Linked DNA regions of Sus scrofa: all the other regions are linked to region 2. A link is a contact called in public targeted proximity ligation data. All regions are on one chromosome and are shown on one strand. The core of a region is the stretch at or near the end of the contact, and the rest is flanking DNA. Distances in the headings are between cores, read along the strand shown. Region 1 overlaps LOC106510428 (a long non-coding RNA gene). Region 2 overlaps LOC102159120 (a long non-coding RNA gene). Region 3 has its middle 120 kb from the start of BTG1.

Region 1 (3,499 bases), core at 703-3,202, 280 kb after region 2:
AGGAAAACCATGATCTATCTGGAAACTGAGCCCTCTCAGGGCTGAGCCAAGGTCGTCCTCAGATCAGAAAGACAGCTTGGAGACCCCCAGCAATGGATTCAACTACCAAATAACTGCAATCATTCCCTGATACGCATATTTGTTGTCTGTCATGTGCCACACACATGCCAGGGCTGACCAGGCAGGCCCCTGTCCTCCACACCCACATAATCTGTTTGGGAAGACAGATGATACGTAACATATTTTAAGAAAATGTCATAAAGGCCATAGCAGAGGTTGGAACGAAGTATAAGCGGAAGAAATTTGTATCATCCTGAGACGTGTCACAAAGAGGCTGATATTTAATAAATGCTTTTGGTTAAGAAAAAAAATAGATGCAGCTATCATGGAATCATCTTGAGGACCTGCATGTAAATATACATACATGTGTGTATATGTGTGTGTGTGTGTGCACACACACATCCAATTTATTTTTTATATTGGCTAATTCAGAAATCCTTTCTAGAAGCTCAATATTCACTGACTTAACTCCCACACGGAACACTGATGCTAGCTTTGTCTCAGACACAAAAGACAGTAAAGCAGCTAATGGAATCCTTTCTTTCAAATACTATTTTGATATGACTAATCTTGCTGTTTGGTCAAATAGTGCAGCTAGCTCAGTGCTGACTATACTACTTTTTAGTGCAAAGGGAAACTAAACAAGAGAATCAGCCATGGTGTATAATCTATATATGATCTCTGTTCCATTATTTTTATTGCTTGACATTCAGAATAAACCACAACCATCAATTCCCCAGGTCCCCAGATCATAATTACCTGGAATATTTGATTCTCTGAGAGATGTGAGAATTTCTAAGCTTATCTGTTTTTATACAAATTTGCTTGCTAAGGAGATTTCATAAAAAGCAATTTAGCTCTGGGCCTCTTAAGAATATATATACAAAATGAAAGAAAGGCATTCAATTTTCAGTTTTCTTCCCTCCGCTGACTTCACTCATCTGGTTTACTTTTCTGTCCATGGAGATTCTAAAGGCGGTGTGCTATGGAAATGATTTCACTGCATCACCACATCATTTGCGTCTGGGCTTGCCTTCCACCACAGGTGTGAGATCACGTGTGGTGCGGAGGGGCAGCGGGTCGAAGAAAGGCAAGGGGTAGGTGAGTAGCAGAACCCTCAGGAAGCTTTTCCAAAGAAGGCACCCCTGTCCGCCTTCCTCCTCGCCTCAATCAGTTCAGAAGCAGGGATCGAATGAGCGAAACTGGCCAGGGATTCTGTTCGCACAGAGCGCATAGGGGCCTGAGCTATTCAGGTACAGACATTACCCATTTTGTCAAGGACAGTGCATGTGCACGGGCAGAAGGGTAGATCAGGAACGGGAAAGGACCGTTATTGATTTGTTAGTGTGGATTTTTATCACCAAGGAAAGGCTTTAGTTACCATTTACATAAGAATTATGAACAGGCAGCCAGGAAACTTCAAAACCAATTTGAATCATCTTACTTAGCAGTTAATTACAGTTCCCTTATGAATGAAAAACAAATAAGTTTACTCAAATACACTGATAATACCTTCCATAGTGGCATCTGCCCACACTGATATAAAACTGTTCCCAAAGCCAAATCAACTGATTGAGAAGTCAAATAAACTTGATTACTCCTTGTGCATGCAGACACGTCAGATGTAAAACTGTGACTTACAGGTTTATAAAAGATTTACCAATCCAGACTCACTAAGAGGAAGGGTCAACTTGGGTATCCCTAGCAACAAATCCTGAGTCAATTTTGTGTGACCTCAGAGAGCAGGAGTGAGAGACAAGGGAAGTGAAACAAGGAAGGCGGGAACTTGATACAGAAATGGCTTTTCCAGTTGACCATTGCTATGGTTAACTGGTACTCACTGCTACAAGATCTTTGCAGGAGGTTTAGCAGAGGCACTTGGGAGCTGGCCATTGGGTGATGTAAGGAGGAAATGATTCCTTGGCTCTCACCCCACAGTGGTCAAGGGTGAACTCATGGGCATTAGCGCCCAGGCACTTTTAAATTGTGCAAGTATGAGTGGTGTTTTCCCACAAATGTCCTAAGCTAAGAATCAGAGAGTTGAGATGAGGCACTGTTAGCTTGCACCTGTGCAAGTTGGTCAAAGCTTCATGGAACTAGTTATTACATCTGTGGTTACAGAAGAGGTCGGATTGAAAAGACTTAAAATCCTCACAAGAGTGGCCCAGTGCGTTGAAACGCAGAACATCTTTAAAATCAAAACAAAGCTTTTTCATAGTGCATATATTCAATACCCAGAAAAACCCCGGGATGTTTTATGGCAAATCTTTACCAAATAGAAAGCATGGGAAATAGATTTGAAGCAAAAATGACGTCCTAAATCTGACACTTATAAAGTTAGACTAGTTACATTCAATTCAGTATGAACTTAGACCAGTTACAGTCAATTTTGCTGAGCCTCAGTTTCCTGATCTCCAAAGACACAGATAAATGATATCTTTCTCATGGGATGCTTGAATGCTAAATGAGATGCTGAATGTAGCAGCATGGTTAGCATTTCAGAAAATGGGCACTCATAATAATAACTATTAGCACTCAATCAAAGTCAGCACACAAGGCCACGTGGAGGGACCACACCATTGTTAGGGGCTATAGATTTCAGTCAGCCAGGACCAGGGGAGAGAGAGAACAAAGGTGGTAACAGCTGGTGGGTACTAGTGGAAGAGGTTTTCTGGACCCTGGGGAATGACAGATTATACAGAACAATCAAAACCAAGTTGTGGGTTGGGAGAGTCAGCAATCACCCTGAGGCCAGAGGTCAAGTGTGGTGACCTCTGATCCAAAGCTAGGAAACAGAATGCTCAGAAGCTGGAGGTCAAGTCATGGCAAGGGTCAAAGGCAAGCACATGGTGGTGTCAGCACACATGTTGCTCTATTAGAGGCCTTTCTTGTCAGGAAGCTTGCCATTCCATTCCCTGCCATTACATTCCTAGATGTGGTCAGTCAAAAGTCTGAGAGATCAAAGACACAAAACCCTGCAAATGACCAGATTATGCAGCAGTTAATGGGAAAAGTTCTAAACAAAATGTTTGCATTATGTACTCATCCCAAGAAGTTATGCACTTTTTTCTTCCAAAGATGTCTATGACTTAAGGAGTTCTTGTTTACAACTTACAGGGTGTGCAAATTTTTCTGATTTTCTTTGAACTTCCTGTATCTTTCTGCCCTAGCCCTCTGTCTTTAAATTGTGACCAGAATTCACTCAACATCAGCTTTTTAATCTCATGCTTGTAAATGTCTTATGTCTTAACATGTTTCACATTGTTCCACACTTCACTGATTCCAAACATCCATCCATCCATCTACCCATCCATCTACATCCATCTTAGTCCACTGGGCATCTATAATAGAACATGGAATAGATACCACAGACTGGGTAGCTTAAACAACAGACATTTCTCACACTTCTGGAGGCTGGGGAGTCCAAGATCAAGGTACC
Region 2 (3,240 bases), core at 457-2,956:
TCACATGACTGAAATAATTATTTCATTATTAGTCTCACATATATAATGTTCAATTATTATTTTCTCTTAATGACAAAGGGGGAAATCTCGCATTTGAATGAATCAATTGGGGCCGTGATTGGGGCCATTACTCTCTTATCCCTAATTCAATATTCATTATTTCAGTTAAACTATAATGACAATCTTCATTCAGTTTAAAGACTTCATGGGGCCAGACACTAGGTATGCAGTCAATCAGAAGACATTATTTTTAGTCTATTTAATATAGCACCACCCCAATTCAATGCTACATTTCCCAAGACCTCAGTGTGTGTCCTATTTTTGAAGGCTGAAAATATCTTTAGCTTAATCTTGCACTTTTGGCTGAGTCAGATAAGTTATTCTTAAGTCTGACATGCTTCCCTCAAGTTATGAAGGAAAACATTTTCAAAAATAGGAGTAACAGAAAAGGAAGGAAGGAGGGAAGAAAGAAAGAGAGGAGAGGAAGTAAGATATGTACTCTGAATATGCATGCATATTCCTTCAACAGAAGTAAATATATCTTCTACACTGTTGAAAGTGTAGAAGTCTCCAAGTAAGTCAAGGCTATGAATCTCCCAAATGATAAACTAGCTACCTGCCTGGGCATGCTAGGTTCTAATTTTTATAGCCTATCATATAATGAGCCCTGTTCAGTGACTTTCAGCACTATGGCAGTCTATATATGTCATGACAAGGATAGTTTAAAATTTACTGAGGTTTGCTTCTAGAAAACAGTGTGCCTTACAGGTAAGAGAATGATTTTATGTAACAGTAAGGAGGGCCAGACATGTAAAGGGCACTCTCCTAGCCCAAGAGTAACCAAAACATGGCCTTTTTTTCCCAAAGAGGTTACAGTTCAGTGGAGACATAGGAATGAATATAAATCATTATGATATAAAGTATGGTGTGCATGGCAAATGCAAGTCAAAAGAGTCATTAATTTTGACCTCAGTAGGGATTGAGAACGGCTTCCCAGAAGGAAGTAACATTGAGTGTGGTCTCAGAGATCAATTAAACGGAGAGAAATGGAAAAACCTTGAAGACTGGGATTGATAATTTCAACAAAGATGCAGAGTCAGGAGAAAAGTAAGTCCTATTTAGGGAGCAGAATTGTTTCTTATGGGTAAAATACATGGTGACTCAGAGAGCTTAAGGCCAGACATTAGGGTAGAAAGAGGGCTGAGATGAGCTATGGAAAGGCCTCAGGAGCAGATGGAGGGATGTAAACGCTGTTCTGTAACCAACGCTGTAAGCAGAGAAAGAGCACAATCAGTTTGGGGTTTGGCAAAGATAGTTCTAAGAGCAGTGTCTACAAACTATTAGAAAGGAGATGGGTCAGAAGCAGACAAACACTGAGAAGTCAGTTGCAACTGTGTGGGAAAGAGGAAAAAAAGGGTAAAGGGGCTTGCACTGAGGACGTGACAGCAAGAACAGAAGACAGTAAGAGACAGGTCAGGTGTTACCAGTAGAACTTGAAGACAGATGTCATAGGAGTGAGGAAGAGGAGTCAAAGGCAATCCCCGAGGGTTCCTGCCCCACGGTCGGGGTGGATAAAGATCAAACACATTTACACCATTGTGGCTTTGCGAAGCCCTTCCTTCCCAATTTACCACCTACAGATAGTCCAGCCCTCTTTCAAAGCTCGGGGCACAAACCTTTCTGCATAGCAGCTTCCCAGATGCCCTGTCCTATGCTTCACCCCAAATGCACACAAAATACTATTTTTACTTCTCCTTTCTGTCGTAGGAGGTTACTTACATGTCTGCGTCACTGTGGGTATGTAAGTGCTTTGAGAAACCAAGTTCCACTCGTGTTTGTATTTTCATAATACCCAGTGTGGTAACTGTTCAACAAATGCACGCTACGGCTATTTCAGTTGAGACATTGCTCAATACTGTCATGATCAAGATGATTCAAAGAGAGGCGATACTGAGCAATGATTCTCAAAGTGCGGTACCTGTGTTAACTGGAGAAATATGGAAAATGATTTGGAGTATGGAAAGATTTTTAATGCTTTCTATTTTAAATTCCCAAAATGGAATAATACCCAGAAATGTAAAAATAATGAACTACGTTACATGACTAGGATAAATCACAAAAATATTGTGTCGAAGAAATAAGCTAAACATGAAAGAATGCCTATCACATGATTTCAGTTATATGAAACTCACAAGCAGGAAAAGTAATCTATATTGATAAGAATCATAACAGTAGTTGCCTATAGACGTAGGATTTGACTAGAAGGGTGGGCGAGATAACCTTCTAGGGTAATGGAAAAATTCTATATTTTAGATTAGGGAATTTTACAGGGTTTTTTTTTTTTTTTTTTTTTTTTTTTTTTTTCAGAAGTGTTTGTATTGTAACCTTAGGATTGTAGTGTTTAACTCTGAGTAAACTTTATCTCAATTCAGGGGGAAAAAAAAACCATTCAGGGTTTGAATTTGAATACCATCTCGGTATTGTTCTTATTTTACTAGAGTATGATGACAACATTATGTAAGAACATGTTCATAATATTGAGAGATATTTACTGACATATATGTGGGTGAAATGATGGATGTCCAGATTGCTTTAAAACAGTTCCTGGAGTTCCCGTCATGGCGCAGTGGTTAACGAATCCGACTAGGAACCATGAGGTTGCGGGTTCGGTCCCTGCCCTTGCTCAGTGGGTTAACGATCCGGCGTTGCCGTGAGCTGTGGTGTAGGTTGCAGACGCGGCTCGGATCCTGCGTTGCTGTGGTTCTGGCATAAGCCAGTGGCTACAGCTCCGATTGGACCCCTAGCCTGGGAACCTCCATATGCTGCGGGAGCGGCCCAAAGAAATAGCAAAAAGACAAAAAAAAAAAAAAAAAAAAAAAAAAAACAGTTCCTAAAATATGAACATGATTCAAAAGGAGATAATGAAAGCAAATATGTCAAAATATTTATAGATGGGAATCTGGGTGAGGGGTTGATGGGGATTCATTTTACTACTCTAATTATGTGTGTATTTAAATTTTCAAAATACATATTTTGAAAATACAATTTTCTTAGTAAAACATAAATCACCACCTAAATATCAAACTCCATACTCAAACAGCAAATTCTTTTGCCTCCAACTTGATTTTTTTTTTTTTTTTTTTGTCTTTTGTTGTTGTTGTTGTTGTTGTTGCTATTTCTTGGGCCGCTCCGCGGCATATGGAGGTTCCAGGCTAGGGGTTGAATCGGAGTTGTAGCCAC
Region 3 (3,119 bases), core at 483-2,982, 310 kb after region 2:
CTGTTTGATGCTAATGGCGTGTCTCCTGAGGGAAGGCGCTGGCAGCCCCTCCTCTGATTCCTGCTCTTCCTATGGCTGGTGGGTCAGCTTTGTTATATTTTACATTTATCTTTTTATTTTATATCTATCTTTACAATCACAGAATACTTTGCCTGCCTATCCTGGCAACAAGCCTGATGTTTTTACACTTAAGGACCCCCAGAGAGGACCTCCTAACTGCAGCCTGTCTCCTCCACTGCCTCCCGCCCAACACCACGCTGCCACCCGACGCCTCTGCAAGAGATGCACATGATGACGTGACTGCCCTGCTGCAAAGTGGTTTCTCACTAATGATTTCTCAGTCCGACACTGTCTTTCAAGATCTTCCATGAGCTCCCTCCAGCCCGCTTTCTAGGCCCAAATTCCCTCACTCTCCCTCCCAGCTCTATGCGCACAGGGCACCTAAACAGGTCTACTTGCTCCACGTTGGTGTCCTTCACCTGCTCTCCTCTCAGCCTGGCACGCTCTTCCCCTCCCAGCCGTTGCACCCGCGGCAGCACTGTCTGCCCCATGAAACCCTCCATCATCCTGTAAGATCCAGATCTTCGTCTCAGAAACCTTCTCTGGCCTCCGAATCAGGGCTGTGCCCTTCTACTGTTGAGCCTCCACTGTGACAGGTGTAGCACTTATTGTGCTATTTTCACAATGCTTTGTTCACATTACTTGTACTTTTATCAGTAGTTCTCAAAGCATGGTCCGAAGGACAAGTGCCTCAAAAATATCTGCCTATAAGAAGGGCAGATGCCTTGTTTCCCTTGGAAATCGGCATTCCTGGGACTTCCTGGGCGATTAGAGTCGAGAACCTCTGGACTGGGCTGTAAACTCCTCCAGGGTGGGCATTGTCTACCAGGACGTGGCAGTAATGAGTGAATAAGAATATCTCATCGCTTTTCAGCCACAGGGGAGCTTCTGTCGCTCTTACTGTTTGTCACATTTTACGAACACAGCTCAGAGTCCCGTTAGTCCCGTTCCCCACCGCATCTATCCCAGATCTTAGCCCGGGGCCCTGGGGCATGGCCGGCACTAAATAAATGCCTTTCCACGGATGGCAGGAAACTATGACCTGCAGAAGCTTTGAGCGCTGTGCAGCTGGGCAGAGATGCAGCCAAAGTATCAACAAGATGAGCACAAGGCCTGCTCAGTTACCCAGGAGGAGGCACTAAGTCAGACCAAAAGCAGAGCTGGCAATTCTCTGATGTTCCTTTGTAGAAATCCTTGATGTGGGCTGTGAAATGTCAAATCCAGATTTGATTAAGCCGAACTCCAAATCCCCAAGGCAAGTGTGTATCCACGATCTTAATGTAATTATTGGAGCCAACGCCGTCTGTTACTTTCAAAAGGGCTGAGCTAGCACCCCATCCATTGATACCGACTCCTACAAAATGAAGCCTGCAATTGATTCAGCACATCCCAGGCCGATAATGCCTAGAAAAGCTTGATCTGGTTCCTTCCTGAACGTTGAAGTATTAAATTAAACCAAAAAAGAAAAAAAAAGTTCTGATCTACTCTAAAGCCAGAAGAAAGAGCGGGTCCCAAAGGCTATAGCAGAAATCAACGTTCTGTTTCTCTGGCTTAGTGCTAGACTGTTGTCTCTTTGGAAGTTTCCACTTCCTTCTTCAAATGATAACCTATCACTTTTCAGTTAACCCATACTCTGAGTTTTTAAAGGCCAGCCAATAAACGACACGAGCTGTTCTAAGGGCTGTGGGCTTCTGGCTGAAGGATTCAGTATATACAAGTGGAAACTTGGCTTCCTCTGCTTACACATACACTTTAAGCGATGGGCAAAAAAAAGTCAAGCCAGAACCGAGTCTCAAACCGAAGTAGGCACTTCGGGATCTATCAAATTAAACCCAAATGCCACAGCTTCACTGAAGCAGACCTGATTTCACTACCGCGTTCTCAGAGGGAAGAGGGGTGGGGGCAGCTACTCCCAAGCTCCACCCCAAGCCAGAGCTCCACTTTGTTCTGTGAAATTCAGAACACATTTGTTCCCTTTTTTTCCCCTTCAAAATCTACTCCTGCCCTTACGTAGGGTCTGGCTGGAGCTAAAATCATAAGCACCAAAGACAGCAGGGGAAAGGCCGCTTTATTGTGAAATCCAGTCTGAGTAAAAGCAAAACGGATCAGCATCTTTTGACCTTAAGCCAGTGGCGAAGTCTGACAAATCATGGCTGAGGGAACTTGGAAAAGGTCTGATGAGCTGTCAAGCCACGGACAATTTAGCGATTTTCTTGTCACCCCCTATAGACGCAATTCTGAAGTTTCCAAATTCCGGAAACTTCCTAAAGCAGGACCGACAAATCTGAGAAGACACAAGTCTCCTGGTGACCCTAGAACCAACCTCATGTTTCTGAGAGTCTTGAGATCAGAGGAGACCAGTTACCTAGAGGCAAGAATGGATTCTGTTGGAGCCGCCTGTATCAGACTCGCCACAAGAGAAAGATAATTTCTAGGCCAACACAGAGTATGGGGGTGGGGCGAAGCAAAGGGATTTTTCTCCTCCTTTTGGTTCTTATATCAAGAGCTAATCCCACACATGGCAGTGACATTAAGGCAGGAGTCTTGGCATCAGCTGCCAGTGGGATACCTGGTTTAAACAGAAAGCACTCTTTTGGACGCAAGGTACATTACAGAGTTCCTGCCTTTTAGGGACTCCCTTGCCTAAAAGCACCCATTGTCTCACTCTCTCTTGACTTACATGTGACTCCAAACTCACATAAACCCATTCCAGCTTGCCCTCACCAACTCTTCCCATCTCCCAGCAGGTCCGCCATGCATGCCACCCTTCAGACCAAGGGTTGGCAAACTTTTCCTGTAAAAAGCCACAGAGTAAATTGTTCAGGGTTGCAGGCCGTAAGGTCTTTTCATAACTATTCAACTCTGCTGTGGTAGAATGAAAGCATTCATAAACAGTAGTGTAAATGAATGAGCCAGGCTATATTTCAATAAAACTTTACTCCAAAAAACAAGTGGCAGCCTAGATTTAGTCCCTAGGCTATAAGTTTGCTCGCTCCTGTTTTCAACAGACCAAATTTATTCCTTTGTAGGTGCTGGTTTCTTCTGCCTGGGGTCTTTTG

The links.
Region 1: a targeted proximity ligation map of alveolar macrophages shows a contact between it and region 2. A contact is called at or near these places in 1 of 47 Hi-C or Micro-C datasets (epiblast stem cells) and 1 of 2 datasets of targeted methods (alveolar macrophages).
Region 3: a targeted proximity ligation map of alveolar macrophages shows a contact between it and region 2. A contact is called at or near these places in 1 of 47 Hi-C or Micro-C datasets (epiblast stem cells) and 1 of 2 datasets of targeted methods (alveolar macrophages).

What each region holds. Positions count from the first base shown.
Region 1 is chr5:90,719,569-90,723,067 of Sscrofa11.1, reverse strand. All of the region lies in intron 3 of LOC106510428 (a long non-coding RNA gene), which reads right to left. Among named protein-coding and RNA genes, the nearest start is that of BTG1, 94 kb to the left of the region's middle.
Region 2 is chr5:91,004,312-91,007,551 of Sscrofa11.1, reverse strand. All of the region lies in intron 2 of LOC102159120 (a long non-coding RNA gene), which reads right to left. Among named protein-coding and RNA genes, the nearest start is that of BTG1, 190 kb to the right of the region's middle.
Region 3 is chr5:90,692,149-90,695,267 of Sscrofa11.1, reverse strand. No RefSeq gene overlaps it. Among named protein-coding and RNA genes, the nearest start is that of BTG1, 120 kb to the left of the region's middle.